2 separate regions of the Mus musculus genome follow, and region 1 is linked to region 2. Evidence: chromatin contacts called from public promoter capture Hi-C data. All regions are on one chromosome and are shown on one strand. Each heading gives the region's core, a stretch centred on a gene start, on an enhancer-like site or on the middle of the called end of the contact. The rest is flanking DNA. Distances are from core to core; before and after follow the strand shown.

Region 1 (3,197 bases), core at 339-2,838, 5.3 Mb before region 2:
TTTGTGTCTTTGCGGTCTCTTTTCCACTTTGTTAAAAATGCCTTAGCAGTGTCACTGATTGCTTATCTTTGTATATGACACTTCCGAATCTGGTAATGCTGATTCAAACTATTACAGATGTTAAGAATAGAAACTCTGATAAGCTTTACTTTTCTGTAATTCTTTCCAGGTATGTTTTGGCCCTTGACACTTGAAATTCCTCCAATATAATTATTAAAGATGGTAAAACCTACTTTATTGATACAATTTATTACTCACCGTTCTCTTTCTCCAGTTTCTATTAACTTTTGGTTAATCGCTGCTCTCATCTGCGCATCTTTGTTCATCTTGCTAACCTGGACATCAACATGCATTTTGAGATACATAATATTTAGAAAAGTGTTTCCTTCTAAGACCTCTCTAGACAATCATCCTAATACATTGAACATTATAATAAGGAAAGGATGATAATTTTAAGTACCTTACATGGTATTATTATTCTTAGTACTATTTCCTGTATCCCAATTCCCTTCCCTCATAAGCTCTTTATTGTTTATTTTCTTTGTCTTTTTAAAAAGGGAATAACTACTATTATAATACCATTAAGCACTTATGTACCTAAAACTGAGAATATTTAACCCCCAAATTTGCTCTAATGACACAATTCCATTTTACAGATGAGAACACTGAGGCACAGAGACAGAATGTGAAGTCAGGTACTTGGAGTCCCACCTTATTTAATTGTACACTAATATCTGACTGGCGTTCATTTCTGCATCTTAACTGCATTCAATTTCTGGGTAAGCCATAGCATGCACACTAATAAAAGATACGACTATGAAAAATGAAATAAGACTATGTGCTTGCTTTACCCAATAAACTTCACGGAGAATTACAACTGCTACCCTAGCTTTGGATTTCATATCCTTATTTCTGAAGGGTAAGTAAGAAAACGAATTTCAAACTAGTCTTTGAGAAATTCTTCATTTTCAATAAAAAACAGACAACCAATGCCAAAATAGGTGTAGGGGAAAAAAAAAAAAAGCAAGGTTAACTTTTGAGCGCATTTTTGCCATTTAAAAGTCAGGTTTAAGTTAATGTTTTCCTACTTAGTGTGAATCTTCTTTTGTAATTCTCCGTCTTGTCTGTATGGAAATTCAGACTACAAAGAATTTTCAGAGTTGGGCTGCGCAAGAAGCAGGTGAACAGAGGGTTAATAACTAGGCAACGCTTTACTTCTGTAGTTGGGGCTTAACATTTCCAAATTAACTGCAAAAGTTTAGACAGTGTCATAGCAAGAACAGCAAAACTTCGTCTCGTCTTGGCCCCTAAAATCACGGATAGTGACCTTGGGCAAGTCACTTAATGCCTAAAGGCCTCAGTTTTCTCACTGGTAAAACCAGGGCGCTAGGGACTCCCTCCCGGTTCTGACATTCTTTAGGAAAATGCAACACGGCGCAGACAGCTGGAGAGGCGGGAGGGGAGGAGCCAGAAAACAAAGCGGGGACTGGCTCCCGGCCAACTCCAGCAGCACGCCCTGTCGGAGAGCCCTACAGGCCCGCGAGCGAGCGAGCGAGCGAGCGCGGGTCGGGGAAGCTAACGAAAGACAGCACATCGAAAGGAGCCTGGGCTGGGCCCGGGTCCCGGCCCTGAGGACCACGGGCATAGCTCACCACCATCACCGCGGGCGAGGGCCGTCCCTTCCCAGCGACGAAATGACCCTTGCGCTGACGACCGTTACCTACCACACTCTTCGGCTGCCCGGACTTAGACCCTCAGTAGCTCGGGCACCTAAGCACACAGAAAGCTAGACCACGCATTTCCGGGGCGGGATCTGGCCACCCTGCCTATAATGTGAGAATTCAACTAGCGCGGGCCGCCTTCTGGTCGCTCGGCCCTCTGGGTAAGGAAGTCCAGAGTCTGTTAGCTGACGTGGGTTCAGGGATCAAAAAACTACATTTCCCAGCATTGCAACAGAACCAAATTTCTCATGGACACTACACTTCCCAGAAGAGACGTGGCGCCGCAGAGTCGTCTGGGATGGGAACCACGCCGTTTCCCAGCCTCAGTTCCAGGAGTGAAGCGCGGACCTTTCAACAAGAGCTTTATTGATTCTCTTGCTGGGATCGGGGGAACGCGATGGAGGCGGCCAATTGCTCTCTGCGGGTGAAAAGACCTCTGCTGGATCCCCGCTTCGAGGGCTACAAGCTGTCTCTCGAACCGCTGCCCTGCTACCAGCTGGAGCTTGATGCAGGTGGGATCGGCGGCACCCTCTCGCACCCGGTTCCTTCTTGTTGAGGCTGCCATTGGCGCAACCCTCTGTCACTCCGGCTAGCCAGCCACCTCCTGCCGGTCTGCACCTAGAGCGGCCGTCCACGCGGGGACCCGAGGATGCCCCCTTTCCTTCCGCGCCTTAGCCGCGGCACTGTGGGCTGGCCTAGGCGTCCGCAGCTCAGGCTCGGATGTTCTCCGCCCATACATCTCTGGCTCCTGCTCTGAAGGTTCAAGTTGTCCTTCCTTCCCAAACCTTACCTTTAGTAAACGTGTTCGCTGAGAAGCCACACCTCCTTGGAAAGTCCCCAACTCCCTTTTTCCTTCTGACGCAGAATCATTTCTTGGGAGAGAAAAATTTCCACATTCAGTTAGCAGTTTCAAATACTCGGGTCCTGGATCATGCTACAATTTATTGAGGGCAAGTGATTTAGTGCGCTTACTGTTGCTTGCTGCTACTACTTATTTATCTGTAACTTCCTAGAGGCTATTCTCCTTTTTACAACCATAGGAATTGTAGTTTTGTTAGGGAAAGTGTCCAGGGATTTGTGTTTTTAAATACATGTCTCTGCAGATTCTTATTTTGATACAAGTTTTCCATAGGTTGTACTTTGAGAAATAGTGATCTAGAGGTGTTAGTCGACGTTTGAGTATCAAGCGTTACTTATGTATGTATCTATGTATCTTTTCTCTAGATTGTATCTAGATTGTAGGGAGTCTATTCTTGACTGTCCTGGCACTTGCTTTGTAGCCCAGGCTGGCCCAGAACTCACAGATAACCAGCTGCCTCTGTGCTGGGATTAAAGACATAAACAAGTAGACCAACAAATGCTTGGGTTTTTTGTTTGTTTGTTTGTTTGTTTGTTTTTAAAGTTTCTTAAGTGTAAAAGTAATTGTTGTGGGCCTGTTTTGTGATTCATCGAGATGATTACGTGATTGGTATAATC
Region 2 (3,223 bases), core at 303-2,802:
ACAGCCAGGGCTATACAGAGAAACCCTGTCTCGAGAAAAACGAAAAAACAAAAACAAAACAACACAAATAAATAAATAAATAAAAATAGGGAGATACTGTTGAAAAAAGATGTTACTATAAAGTAGAGTTGTATCTCCTAGCATAAGATTCTGTGTCCCAGCTGTCACCCATTCATTCATTCATTCCGATACTTACAAAGTAGCTATTTATGTGAGTTATTGTCTAAACACTGCATATAGGAATAGGATTCTTTCCTCTCTTTTCAAGCTGATAGGAAAGCCTGCTAATCAGCATGAACCATGAGATAATGTGATAAGCACTGACAAATCCAAACAATGTGTACTGAAAACACAGAAGAGGACACTGATGCGCAGGATGGAGGGCACTTGTAGGGATAAGTATGTAAAGATACGTACATAAGTATAGCTCCAAGACAAAGCCTGAAATGCACCCACATTGGCAAGGGTAACGTAAGCCACTGTCTTAGTTAGGGTTTTACTGCTGTGAGCAGACACCACGACCAAGGCAACTCTTATAAGGACAACATTTAGTTGGGGCTGGCTTACAGGTTCAGAGGTTCAGTCCATTATCATCAAGGTGAGAACATGGTAAAATCTAGGCAGGCATGGTGCAGGAGGAGCTGAGAGTTGTTCTACAGCTTCATCTGAAGGCTGCTAGGAGAATACTTTCTGCTAGGCAGCTAGGACTAGGGTATTAAAGCTCTCACCCACAGTGACACACCTACTCCAACAAGGCCACTCCCTGGGCCAAGCACTATAAACCATGACAGCTCCATCCAGCAATGCACTGTTTGGTGAAAGTGGAAGAAAAAAAAAAGTAATGAGGTTCAAAGATTCAAAATAATTAACGTCAAACTCTGGGGACAAATCTACTTTTCATTTAAGAAATATTACCAAAAAAAAAAAAAAGAAAAGAAATTATTACCATGTAAAACACCTTGGGAGCTGGGGGGGGGGGCCATATACCACACGTTAGCAATGCTAGGGGGAGGAGAGAGAACCTTTAGTAACGCAGACAGGGTTTCTCTCTGTAGCCCCGGCTGTCCTGGAACTCACTCTGTAGACCAGGCTGGCCTTGAACTCAGAAATCCGCCTGCCTCTGCCTCCCAAGTGCTGGGATTAAAGGCGTGTATACGTAACTACTTCCCACTAGAGGAAAATTCTCACAAAGGACGTAGAGGTATGTGCCATCTGCAGTTCTGATCCTCACCAGCCCCGTGTGGACGCAGCCGCCTAGGCGGAGAGGGAAACCGAGACCAGAGCGCTGGCCTCCCGCCCCTTTTACTGCTCGAAAGCTGGCCAGACCCAAAGAATCCGGGAGGAGGCCCCTTCCTCTGTTCCAGTTCCTCTCACCTCTTTGTATGTCCAGCTTGGTTTCGCGGACATAGTTGTCAGGGTTTCGGCTCAGCATTTTCACCTTCATCTTGGCGGCTCTGGGTGTCGGACTCCACGAGCCTTTAAACCGGGCTCGACTTACCGGGGCCAGCACGCAGACACACTACTTCCGCCTTCCGCGGGCTTCCTGTCACGTGGCTCCGCAGAGTGGCAGCCGGATGGCTCAGCTGGACCTCGCGGCGTTCCGTAGTCTCTCCGGCTAGGAGCTGGAGGGGGCGGTCCTTCAGCTGTCGCTCGCGTCTTGACCCGAGGGCGAGCGCGCGCAGCTGTGGGCGGGGCCAGGCCTGCTGGGCGGGGCTAAGCAAGCTCCGCTCTGAGGTTTCTCCTACTCCCCGCTTTGCCGCGGGTGTGACTTGCCTGCAGCAGCGTCCCGGGCTCCGGTCCCGGAAGTGGGCTCGCGTCCTGCGGTTCCAGGCCCCGGGCCGCGACAGTCGCCACGGTGGCGGCCACTACATCACGCCCCACGTCGGCGGCGCTGGACGCCGTAGTGTCGACGAACCCGGAGCCCATGACAGGCCAGGGCCAGTCGGCTGCCGGGTCGGCGGCGTGGAGCGCGGTGTTCCGCCACGTCCGGTACGAGAACCTGGTGGCTGGCGTGAGTGGCGGGGTCTTGTCCAACCTGGCGCTGCACCCGCTCGACCTCGTGAAGATCCGCTTCGCTGGTAAGAGCCTGCCCACGTCCCGGGCGGCTTCCCTTGCTGCCAGCCCCAGCGAAGCACTTACACGCAGAAGAGACATTAGTCTCCCCAGACTCTACTACAAGGGGGAGAGCCCCTAAGATGATGCTGTGCACCCTGCGTTACCTGGAGCTAGGATTTAGGAAGGGGACCCCGGCTTTCCCTGTGTCTCCTAACCATAAAGGATAGGGAAAGTGGGTGAAGTTTGAGAGAAAGGAGGTTGTCACATTTGACCCTCATGTTCACGAGTCATTCACTCTTTGGGGTAATTTGAAGTCTTAGGGCAGCCACGTGTTTGGCTGTATAAAGTCAGACGAAAGTACAAGTGTGTGAGCCGGTGCTTTGTCACCTTCGGAGAGTAAGGTCATAGTTTGGGATTAAAATATTCACTAAAGTTTCTTTAGTTTGCAGTATTTAAAAATATGCATTGTCTGGTGAAGGAAGGAGGAGCTTCTACACTCTAAATAACTGTATTAAAGTGTGAATTAAGTATATGGAAATTAGCACGGCATTTTAGGAATTAATACCAAGTTGCATTACATAGGTGAGCCTTGGTAACTATTTAGAAACCATTTCTGTTATTTCATTTATTACAAACTAAATTTTTCCAGAAAATCAAATCTTTAGAGATGGATTTAGTAGAGCATTCTAATTTTATTCGATTTACTTGATGTATGTGTCTTAATGTTGAACAGTGGAGTCGAACTAAGAAGTACCAACAGTTTCTTATCGTTAGGAAACTTAAAAATGTAATTACCCTAAGATATATAAAAGGATTCTACACAACATGAAATCAGTTGCTAAGTAGAATAAATTCAAATACAAAATAAGAGCACAAATAGGCTATATAAAAAGACTATATAAGGAAAGCTGGGGCTGGAGAGATGACTTAGCCTTTCCACAGGACCCACATTGAGTTCTCAGCACCCACTTTGAGCAGGTGGCTCCCAACTGTCTATAATTCTGGCTTCAAGGAAACCTAACATCTCTGGACTCTGCCAGCACATGCACATACCCACCCAGGGGCACATATGAAATATGAAATGATAAAGTAAATATTAAAAAAATAAACATAGGTGGCTTGTATGTATCTGTAAAGGTTCCATATTAAAGTCCTCAACAGGATTAAT

The links. Promoter capture Hi-C pulls out the DNA fragments that hold promoters and counts their contacts.
Region 1: a contact with region 2 is called in a promoter capture Hi-C map of pre-B cells, with 4 times the contacts expected there. The contact joins the promoter of Nudcd1 here to the promoter of Dcaf13 in region 2. A contact is called at or near these places in 2 of 39 promoter capture datasets (liver and pre-B cells) and 1 of 484 Hi-C or Micro-C datasets (CD4 T cells).

What each region holds. Positions count from the first base shown.
Region 1 is chr15:44,426,698-44,429,894 of GRCm38.p6, reverse strand. It overlaps Nudcd1 (NudC domain containing 1), which reads left to right and starts at 1,588. Exons shown (of 10, transcript NM_001113554.1): 1 at 1,588-2,233. The coding sequence starts at 2,119. Eny2 (ENY2 transcription and export complex 2 subunit) reads right to left here and starts at 1,784. Exons shown (of 5, transcript NM_175009.3): 1 at 1,653-1,784; 2 at 259-335. The coding sequence starts at 1,658.
Region 2 is chr15:39,111,203-39,114,425 of GRCm38.p6, reverse strand. It overlaps Dcaf13 (DDB1 and CUL4 associated factor 13), which reads right to left and starts at 1,552. Exons shown (of 11, transcript NM_198606.2): 1 at 1,375-1,552. The coding sequence starts at 1,444. Slc25a32 (solute carrier family 25, member 32) reads left to right here and starts at 1,710. Exons shown (of 7, transcript NM_172402.3): 1 at 1,710-2,078. The coding sequence starts at 1,925.